Linked DNA regions of Mus musculus: regions 1 and 2 are each linked to region 3. Evidence: chromatin contacts called from public ChIA-PET and HiChIP or PLAC-seq data. All regions are on one chromosome and are shown on one strand. Each heading gives the region's core, a stretch centred on a gene start, on an enhancer-like site or on the middle of the called end of the contact. The rest is flanking DNA. Distances are from core to core; before and after follow the strand shown. Region 1 overlaps St7 (suppression of tumorigenicity 7). Region 2 overlaps St7 (suppression of tumorigenicity 7). Region 3 holds the start of St7 (suppression of tumorigenicity 7).

Evidence for each region. ChIA-PET counts read pairs in DNA pulled down with a chosen protein or histone mark. HiChIP or PLAC-seq counts read pairs in DNA pulled down with a chosen protein or histone mark.
Region 1: a contact with region 3 is called in a FOXA1 HiChIP or PLAC-seq map of pancreatic cancer cells. The contact joins the enhancer-like site here to the promoter of St7 in region 3. A contact is called at or near these places in 7 of 39 promoter capture datasets (the 3T3-L1 cell line, 3T3-L1-derived adipocytes, the C10 cell line and 5 more), 4 of 115 datasets of contacts at active chromatin or transcription factors (bone marrow-derived macrophages, cardiomyocytes, embryonic forebrain and 1 more) and 1 of 9 other capture datasets (adipose tissue).
Region 2: a contact with region 3 is called in an RNA polymerase II ChIA-PET map of memory CD8 T cells, with 128 read pairs. The contact joins the enhancer-like site here to the promoter of St7 in region 3. A contact is called at or near these places in 17 of 39 promoter capture datasets (the C10 cell line, the HPC-7 cell line, cranial neural crest and 12 more), 19 of 484 Hi-C or Micro-C datasets (8-cell embryo, the BV-2 cell line, the CH12 cell line and 10 more), 18 of 115 datasets of contacts at active chromatin or transcription factors (the 230-238 cell line, the NIH/3T3 cell line, the SCID.adh cell line and 11 more) and 3 of 9 other capture datasets (adipose tissue, embryonic stem cells and liver).

What each region holds. Positions count from the first base shown.
Region 1 is chr6:17,870,503-17,874,081 of GRCm38.p6, reverse strand. All of the region lies in intron 9 of St7 (suppression of tumorigenicity 7), which reads right to left. Among named protein-coding and RNA genes, the nearest start is that of Gm52894, 31 kb to the right of the region's middle. Within about 2 kb of position 2,126, at least 13 of the 459 cell types and tissues checked have an H3K27ac peak or open chromatin away from gene starts, as enhancers often do. A contact at or near this core is called in pancreatic cancer cells, where this site is marked.
Region 2 is chr6:17,849,256-17,852,904 of GRCm38.p6, reverse strand. It overlaps St7 (suppression of tumorigenicity 7), which reads right to left. Exons shown (of 16, transcript NM_001289624.1): 7 at 2,480-2,548; 8 at 493-647. Among named protein-coding and RNA genes, the nearest start is that of Gm52894, 10 kb to the right of the region's middle. Within about 2 kb of position 1,559, at least 6 of the 459 cell types and tissues checked have an H3K27ac peak or open chromatin away from gene starts, as enhancers often do. A contact at or near this core is called in the SCID.adh cell line and memory CD8 T cells, where this site is marked.
Region 3 is chr6:17,692,264-17,695,460 of GRCm38.p6, reverse strand. St7 (suppression of tumorigenicity 7) reads right to left here and starts at 1,467. Exons shown (of 16, transcript NM_001289624.1): 1 at 1,099-1,467. The coding sequence starts at 1,249.

The DNA of each region.
Region 1 (3,579 bases), core at 877-3,376, 180 kb before region 3:
GGAGCAGCACCTGGTTCACAGGACACATACACCAGCCCAGCCAAGTAGGAAGCCATCATCCTTATACAATATTGGCATGGCTATATTGAATTTCTGATATGCTATTTGTTTAGATCTGGTATATTGGCTTTACAGTACAGCATATACTCTATCTCTATTTATTTATTTAGAAATAAAGTACAAAAAGGGTTTGGTGACATAATTTGCCTATTAAGAAAAGGCTAAATAAAATTAAAAGTATATTTAAAAAAAAAAGAAAGAAAAGGCTACAGTTCCCACATCAGGCTTGAATGAAAGCATATGATAAATGTTGAGGCATATTTTCTATAAGCCAAGTCATTCTAAACAAATCCTTAAATTCACTCACTATCTAGCATAGTTCTGTTTATTTATTTCCCTCTGTCTTTCCCTCACTGCTAATTGCTTTTTCCTGGCAGCAAGAAATTTATATGCCCCACTTTGCCTAAATATTCCAGTTTCTGTAGAATGAAAACACTAGCTTTCCTATGAGTCCTCCAATACCTATGAGGAAGAACATGGGATGGGCCATGGATAGAGTTTCAGTTCCAATTTTACATCATCTGGCTATTGTCAGTTCAAGTTTATTTCAATGGAAGAATCTGAAGCACTTCTGAAGTTAACATTTATGAGCTCAAATGGACAAAGAAGGAGAGTTAATTCGATGGATTTGAAATGCTCTGTGGACATAATTTAGAACCACAGTCTGTATGCTATTTCTTAGCTGACTTACAGGATGAAAACAACAGTTTAAACTTTTCAAGTTTAATTTGCATCTATTTAAACATTTTATTATTTTAGCATCCATGTACTGTTCCTTGAGTAGGACAACTCTTACATAGTTTAAGGCAAAGGTAATTAACATAGCGCCTCAGCCAGCTTCCCACTGAGGTTAAGTCAAGCTTAGCCTAATTAAGGTTTAGACAATCTGGCCTGTACTATATTCAAACAGCAGATATTATTTTGTTAGAGCTGCAAGTTTGACATTTTTAATCAGTTTCAAATAAAGGCATAAATAGAAAATAGAAAAGACACTACGTTGCATGACTGGAGAAAGGGAAGGATGAAGTACTTAGAGAGTCCTCAGAGCACGGGGGTATTCCATTCACACAGAGACTATCGAATGCAGCCTCCACATACATTAGTAAGGAAATGTCACTGTTACAGTTAATTAAAAGGCAAATATGGAGCCACACCTATTCAAAAGTCACATGATCAAGCCTGATGTGCCCAGATGTTGGTTAAAGCTCTGATTCTTCACTGGAGGGATGCATATCCACATACAGCGCCAGTTGCAGGCATGACCATGGTCTTCTAGTAAATGTTCTATCTCACCAGCCCAAAGGGTTAAAGGGTTACTTACATAATTATCTGCTTCCTGTAAAAATGATGCTCTGTTCGTTCCAGACAAGGAACATTGTCTGAACATTAAAATTTTCAGCAATCAGTATAAGCTGTGTATTCAGAGTCCTAAGAAAAATACTTTCAGAATAGAATGTCCCCTTGTGCTTGCTCCTCACGTAGAACCAGAATCACCCATGTTCTCTTCTTCCATCAGTGAGAATTTTTTACTTACTGTACAATATCTAAGAGCTCTCCTTCCCAAAGTCAAAGCTCTGACAGCACCACCATTCTGTTACTACAAGAGAACTCTCCCAACGATGGACTGGATAGTAAACTCTACTTTCTGGAGTCTCAAGGAGTGCCACCTTTCTCAAACTTCCAGGTAAGTCTTGGAGTAGAATGTTTCTATATCATCTTGAACAGCTTAGGATCTGGTGTGGCCTCACCCTGAGATAAAGAATAAGCCTGGGATATTCAGTGCATATTTTGAATGACCTGGAAGCAAGCCCAAGTAAAAGAGGACCTTGTGTATCTTTCCTTCTGTGATGGCATGGTATAGGTCTCCTGTTCCAAGAGTGGCCTCAATAAACAGCTAAACATAATGACCAAAAATTTCTGTCAGAAAGAGCTTTTCATGCCAAAAACCGCAATCACTATTTTTGGCAGTCTTCCACATTCATATGGGCAACAGTAAATAGCATGACTCAGGAGATTAACTCTTGCTTACCTGGGTCAGAGTTTACAAATACTCTGGCAGCCACTTCAAAAGGTAGTATGGAAAGTAACTACAATGGAAGGTTCTTTTACCACAGCACATGGTATGCAGAGCTATATTCCATGCTGTGACAGTCATCTACACGCCGCTCTGCAATCAGTTCACCTTCTACAACTCTCTTTCCTCCCCTGATATTTCCAGTTAACCTTGCTGGGACCCGTGTCCACGCTTTTACATCCCCACACGCATCCACATCTGATGCGTGATGAGTTAACCACTAGTCTGGGTTTATTGACTCATCTGCAGCGAATTTCTCCCACAACTGTGACTTAGTAGGGCAAGTGTAGAGCTGGCTTTATTTCTCCACAGTGCATCCAAGGAGATTTCTACTTAGCTGTTGGGTGGTGGTACCTGTTCCTTATAAGTATGCCATAATACCTGTTGATACCTTTTGTTATAATTACGGTTTCTATTGATGTCATTAAACAACTTCATCAAAAGCAACTTGGAGAATAAGGGATTCGTTTCAGCTTACATGTTTGAATCACAATCCATCATGAAGGTAAAATGGGGCAGGAGCCAAGCCAAGAACTAAGAGACAGCGAGTGAAGCAGGAGCCATTGAGGAATGTAGCTTACTGGTCCTGCTCCCCATTCCACACCCAGCCAGCTTTATTATATAACCCCCGATGGACTGCCCAGGAAGAGCATTGCCACAGTGAGCTGTGCCCTCCAACACCAATCACTAATCAAAAAAGTGCACTACAGCCTTGCCTACAGGCAATCTGACAGAAGAATATTCTCATCCAAAATTGCCCTCTTTGCAAATGCCTCTAGACTTTATCAAGCTGATACAGAACTGACCAGGACATCTTCCTTTTGTATGCTTTATACTAGCTAACAGATGTTCACACACTGAAGGTTTTCATTTCTCTGTGCATAGTCCACTTCTGACCTCAAATTACCCTCAATGTACATAATTCCAGTCCATGTGAATGTCCTTTGTAAAAGACTAATCAAAGCCTGTCTAGTCAGGTTTGGACTAAAGTTAAAATATGCAATTGCTCAGACCAAAGTACACCGCACCTCAGTTACACCATTACTCTCTTGTTAAGTCTCTTTCCAATTTCCTACATGGACTCCTAAGGAGTGGACCTTTGAAGGGTATTTAACTTGACCCCTGGTTCGGGTCCCATTTGTGCTTCCTGGTCCTCTATAGTGAGGGGCTTCCTCCACAGGATCTTACCATTACGAACACCTCCATGAACTCTCCCACGCCTTCACTGTCATGATGGTCTGAAATCGTCTGGGGCCATGGCCACAGAGAATTCTTTACTTGTTCCTTAAGCTAATATTGTCCCAGCAATGCAGAACTACCTAATACAACTCCCAAGCTCCTTGCCTGTTGAGGAGCGTATCCACTTAACTTCTTGAAATCTCCATCTAGAACTATAGTAGGCAAGTCAGACTTGACATGAGCTGTCAGGAACACCTGCTTTACCA
Region 2 (3,649 bases), core at 310-2,809, 160 kb before region 3:
ACCAATAAAAGATTTATTCTAAATTGTCCTTTTTTCAATCCTGCTCCGCAAGACTTAGAGGATAACATTTTTATGATGCTAAAAACCAGTTTATGTTCAGTTATTAAACTGGACTTAAAGCTATGAGATGGAGAAACAGCTGAGATGAAACCACTAAAGAGAAGAAGCAGAAAGCAATTCTGGGGAGAAGTTTTAAAAGTTATTGTGGTAGAAGATGCATGGAAGGCTTTGGAGGGAGGGAAGGGAAGGGAGAAATGATGAAATTATTGAACTCAAAAAGTTGTTTGTTTATGGCATCGCTGTTGGTTTACAGCAATGAAATTCTGTGGGCGTGAATAAGCATGTGAATATAAGGTTAACCAAGTTGGCAGTGTGCTAAGTGCCTTATCTAACAGAATCCAAGAGAGGCCGGTTCTGAGCCAGACTGAACCTGTGGTCTAATTAACTCTCCCATTCCGATCCCTCAGCACAACACCCTGGAGGAAACCTTACTGTGTTGAGCTTCATACTGGGACCCATGATGTTGTAGCTGCTGAGAGCGCCGGTAACAACCATCTCCAGCCTTCAGGGCCTGCTTAAAGAGTTTTTCTGCTTCAGCAATAGTTGTCGCTTCTTCTTCCGCCAAGAGAATGTACGCAGTTGCACACCTGTCCATTCAGATATTACAAATTACAAATCCAAGGACATTGCAGTAGACTGTGGGAGTTCATGCAGAAGGGCAAGGAGTTACGTCAAACATGCAGCATGGCCAACTGATTCATGCACCTGTTTGCAGCTGTTGACACAGTAATGGTACAAAGAAACACCTATAGTTTAGCTTGAGCGGTATAATGTGTACTGTTAGGAACATGGGGCTCACATATGACTGGGCCCCTTCTTAATCTGTCACCTGGGGCAAGGTGTCACTCTGCTTCCCTGATGGAGAACATGGGGTCTACTTCGTGTCTTTGTGAAGGTTCGGAAGATGCTTTCTGTGGAGTGCTTAGTGTAGCAGTCAGCACTGAGGGAACGCTCAGTGACCGTCAGCTAATAATGAAGAGTTTAATAACTACTAGGGGATGGGTCTGTCCAACACTTCAAGAATTACACGTTTCCTTTTTCTTTACTGGATACAGACTGTTTTCACTGCAAGAATTTTTTCAGAACATAAAATTCACTAAATCAAGTCTCTGACTGAAAAACTGAGTGCAGCACTGTTTTAAACTCCCAGAGCAATGCTGATTTTCTGCATCAGAAAACAGAAGAAAAACCTGGAAACGTAGTTTCTGGAAAGCTCAACCTCTGATGCAGTCACACAACCTAAGGAGAGTCCAACCTCACGCCTCTAACAAGGAACTGTCATTTGCTGCTGAGTATACAGTAAACATTGTGCCTGGCACTAACCATATCAAGTCACATAACCCTTTCAACAACTCTCTGAGGCAGGAAGCCAAAAAGGCTATGCAGTTAACTAATTAGCACAGGAGGCTTTTAAAGATGCAAACCTTCCAAAGCATACAAAGAACAACCTGTTGTCAGAGAAGGGGGCCAGAACAAACCACATGGGTGTTAATCTGCACTCATCCCTTTCATCTTCTTCACTGCTCCTCTGTGGCCAGGGCCCTATTTCTCTCCATCAGACCACAAGGGAGGAAATAAACAGAAATTAAAACTAAATGTTACTGTTTGAAAACTGCCAAGCCAGCTAGGAGAAAATATGAGCTTCTCCGATAATGTTAAGTTTGGGAGTCACCTGATCCCTAGGGATGGGAAGAGTCTTACCAATTCTTCATCCTGTCCTTCTAATTTCAAGTATGAGCCATTGGTGAGGCTTTAAGTAAATATGATAAGGTAGGGAGAAAATACCTAGAATAAAAGCTAGAAAATCAATTACTATGGAGGGCAGGGTAGAATATATTACTTGAAAGAATAACTATGATGCTAAAACTGTCTCGTGATTTTCTGAAGGGAACTACTGGGGTAGGCATCAGAGAAATTACTTAAGGTTTCAGACGCCTGCACACAAAAAAAGCTTTAGGGTGATGAACTGGATACTTAGATAATAGTAACAGTAGACAAAGCTTTAAAGGAATTCACTATAGGATTTCAGCTGGTGGGTGGGGGACTCAAGAATAGTTAGGACTAGGCTGTTTGCTCTCTGTGTTCTTATTTCACATAGCATTCTTAGGAGGAGAGGGAAAATAGCCGTACTAGCCAAGAAACATGTCTATGTGGGAACTCGTGAGTTTGGGGTAGGAACATGCTAGAGCTTGTGCATGAAAGAGAGAGAGAGAGAGAGAGAGAGAGAGCAATAGAACTGCTAATGGTCAGGAGACAGAACAGGATCTCAGCTTGGTGGAAGATGGGTATGATGCATCTTTGTCACAACACAATACACACACAGAAGCAAGAAGTGTGGTGATGGAGTGTCAACCATCCAGATATTGGCTACAAGTCTCGTTTGGTTAGAAGTAGGGTGCCCAACAGGTTCTTGACTTACTTTGGTAACAATTTTATCTCCCAGATGGTAGAGGAAGCAATTAGGGGAACTTCAACTCTGGACCTAATTCTGACCAAGAAGAAAAAAATAGTCGGTGAAATGAAAACTGATAGGAACATTCAGGGAGAGTTACTATGTCATTCCAGAGTTCAGGGCGGTTGAAGAGGAGGAGGCAGACTGAAAATTCATAGGAAAGAGGCATGACTCAGTGGCATGAGATGCAGTATGGAAAACGGCTCAAGACAACAGAACAGCTTCCACATGTCCAACTGCCATCGTGATGACAAATAACATCTCAGGGAGGCTACAGGGGTGGCACTATGGAGATATGGCCCAGGTCATACTTTTAAAGAACATGCAAACAAGATGGAAGATGAGAAGAGGGCTGGGATGGACTGCGAGGAGTGGGATGGTTCATAAGAATGACAACAGGAGAGCTCAAGTTACAAATCAGCAAGGGTTGGCTAACATAAATCAATAAAAGGAAAAAACATACAAAACCCACTCAGGACAACTATCCATCCTCTGTCTAAAATTATGTTTAAAGTCCGATGGTTCCCCCTTTCCAATTTCTCCAAAATCACCACAAAAAAAAAGGCAAAAAAAAAAAAAAAAGGCAATACAACAACATTAAAACAAAGGTTTATGGCTAATAGTGGTAGATAATAAAGAGAAAAGGAAACTATTATTGCTTCTTACTCCTGGCTTCTTTATCAAGGAGAATGAATGACTGTCAGACTAAAAAGGAGAGAAGAAATTAAACTCTAAAATGGGTAAAAAAGATGCAAGACAGCACACCAGTAATGCATTCTAAATGAGCTACTCTTCTGGGAGGGGCAGACCCTAGTAAGCCAATGGACCTTGCAGGCAGGACATAGAACTGCACTCTATGGAGAGCTGCGGAATCACAAAGAATAGAGACTACAAGACAAGAGGACACATGTGGCATACACTGTCAAAACAGGAAAGAAAGCTGACCTCCTAAATGATGGAACAGTGATTCTGAAAGAAACTCCAATGGATTACTAAAGAAATGACCTCTAAGCACATTAAAAATAATAATAAAAAAAATAAACGAAGCAGAAACCACTAGAAGCCAGCTTAAATGGCTGAGAATAAATAACACAGGGTTGCTAGCTTCATTTTCCTGAATAGACTTACTATAAATTA
Region 3 (3,197 bases), core at 218-2,717:
AAGGTGGGATCTTCGGAATAATCAGAGCCAAACAGCTTAGCATCCTCTACATTAGGATGAGCTGATTCTATGTGCAGAATTCTGTCTGCCTCCCAAAAAGACCATCCAAAGGATACTATGAAACAAACATAGTCAGCAACAGGTTCACATTAAAGGAGGTTTATAATGTTAAACAAAATGAGTACATTGTGGCAAGCATCTAAAAGGGTCCACTTCCCACTGGTCCTCCATTTCCAGTTATGGTCATGGGAAATTCATTTCCAACCTTGGTATTGTAGACAATGCAAATTAAAATAACAGAAGACAGATATATGTGAATGTGTATCTATGTCTGTAAATAAGTCAGAACTGTAAAGACTTCCCAGCGTAGTGTGCAATAAAATTTGCAGACTCAAAGGGCTGTAAGCCTTCCTTCAACGTGCATTTTGTTTCTGAATTGTCTCTGGGGTGTCCTTAGCCTAAGTTTGCCCTCCTTGGTTTTTAACATCTGGGGTGGCCTGCTGCAAGTTTATCAGGACCACAGTCACCACATACATGCACACTTGTTTAGCCCCGCGCGCTTTAGAGAGGGCTCAGCCGAGAACAGGACAACTTCAGCTGGGGACGTCAGACATTCCAGATTCCCCGCGCGCGGTCCGCGTGTCCCCTCGACATTCCGTTGGGTGACCTGACACGTCATCCACGCTCCTAGAGGGACCTACGGACATGCCCTCCCCGTCCACACCACAGCGACACCCTCCGGGACAAGGCTCTCTCTCCACTCGCGCGCGCCCTCGGCCCGAGCCATGCGTGGGCCCTGGCGGCGCAGCCGGGAGCAGGACATGCCTCCTCGGCGCGGTTCGGACGCTCGAGCGCCGGCGAGACTCGCGAGCTCCCGGGGCTCGGCGGGGACCCGCGGGGACGGAAGGGGACACTCCGCGCGCGGGGGTGGGGGTGGGACTCGCGAAGGCCGCGGGGCTGCGGCGGCCACCTGAGGCGGCGCGTCCCGGAGCGCGCGTCCCCGCCGGCCGCGACCCCGCCGCGCGACTTTGCACTAACTTTCCCGGGGCGGGGGAGGGGCGGCCGAGCGGAGCCGGGCCGGGCCGGGCCGGGCCTGACCTGTGCTCAGGTTGTCGTTGATCCTCAGGGGCACCCTCAGGATGTAGACCAGGAAGAGCACGAGGAAGAACCACACGGTCCACAGATAGGTCCACGACCACACGATGCAGGACTTGAGCTGCTCCAGGAAGCCCGCGCCCGCCTCGGCCATCTTCCGGCGCTGCTACGGGCCGCCGCGGCGCTCGCTGTCGGCCGGGATGATTCACCCGCCCGAGGCACGGCTCGAGCCGCCGCCGCCGCCAGGGCCCGGCGTCCCCGGAGCTCGCCCGGCGCCCGGATGCGGCGGGAAAGCGCGCGGCCTGCGCTCCGAGCCCCCGCCGGTGGCCTTCGTGGAGCGGTCACGTGGGCCCGGTCCCTGCACTCTCCCGGGCCATTTATACTTCTTGTACTAGTATTTTAGGAGGACAGCCCGGGCGCCGCCGAGGGACCCACTGACGTAACAGCTCGCGGGTGTAGAGCGCTTCCGAGAGCCGGGCGTGCTCCACACACTTTGTAATGTCTGGGGGGGGAGCCTGCAACAGTTGCCAGGTCCTGGGGTGATAGACGGAGGGAAACTGAGGCCCAAAGCGTTCCTAGGTCTACCTTAAAGTGGAGTCAGAATTCGGTTGCAATCAAGATTTCCAGGACGTAAACAAGGTTTCCAGGAGTCTTAAAGCTGTGTCTCCCAGGACTGGGGCTTAAAGGTATCAATGAAATCCAGACGAGCTAGAAGAGATGCACTCCTGCTCATTAGGCCTGAAGAGAAATTTTGGTTCCCTTTGTACTAGCTTCTGCTATTTGTTTTGTTTTTCCCAAACAGCACGGTGAAGGGTTTTCCAGAGAAACTGACAACATACGTATTTCTTTTTCTTCCTATTTTCCAAGTGATCGCCATTCAAACAAGTCTTTACTCGTTTTGTTTTTGTTTTTAACATATAAGCAATTCCCTAGTTTAACTTTGGCGTACTTCATCAGAACCTAATGAAAAATGAATAAAAATAAAACCACATTATGAACATTTTCCCACGGTTAAATAAAATAGTATATTTTACACAAGGCTTTAGGTGCTAGCTCCGAGTCTGTTTCTTGACTTTTAATGTATTCAATGTTAAATGAAGCAAACGCAGACTTTCCCAACTATAACCAAGACATTAAAATTCATCACTGAACAGCTTACCTTATTATAATTTTTATATTGCTCATGATTAAGCTCAGAATGCATTACCTCAAAATGGGACACCTTGTGCTGGCGTGCTGGCTGCCTTGAATGGAAGGGAATTGGAAAGGCCTCAGAAGCAAGGTGTCTCTGAGCTCCTGTCCTTTTTTCATACCTTGTGTGTCCCCCAAAGCAAAGCCAGTTCCCGGAAACCAAAATTCCCCTACTTCAAGGTGCATTGTAGAAATCAGAATGCATCTCCCTCAGACTAAACTATAAAACATGGAAAGCTCGATCTTTTCTCCCTTCCCCCTCCTCCTTTGAAGCCCCTCATTCCAGGACACTCTACCTCAAAAACCTCCAGAAGAAAGAATGTTAGGGAGAGGCCAAGAATGTGGACATGCCGGCTTTGCGAGACCTTTCCCCTCAGCCTGTCACCTTCACGTTATTACCTGAACGAAAAGAGGTTTCTCAAATTCTTTCAGGCTTCATTTATCATGCTTTTTCTTTTGCATCCTGATATATGGGAGTGTTGGCTGCGGCCCTTACAGTGGGTGTGGAGAGGTGTTACACCTTTCTGCTCCTACAAGGACTTGTAGTTTCTTCCATAGTAAAACAGGCTGAGTTAATTTGTAGATGTGGGGCCTGTTTGTGACAGTTCCAGGTGGCAAACTCAATTGCACTAAGGAGTGGTTTGGGGATTGCCTGCGAGGGTCTTTCCAGAAGAGACTGAGAAGTGAGTGTGAGCACATTTGATGGGGAATGTTCACCTTCAGTGTGTGTGAGTACCATTCAAGAACCTGGAGACCATAGAACTAGAGAGAATGTACTCTCCTTCTACCACAGAAGAGGCATTTTGACCTCTTCTTCTGTTGACATTGGCCATGAGAACTCCAGGCTTTAGACTCCAGGACTTGGACCAGTGCCACCTTCAGGCCTCCAGACTCCAACTGTAGGTTGTAAT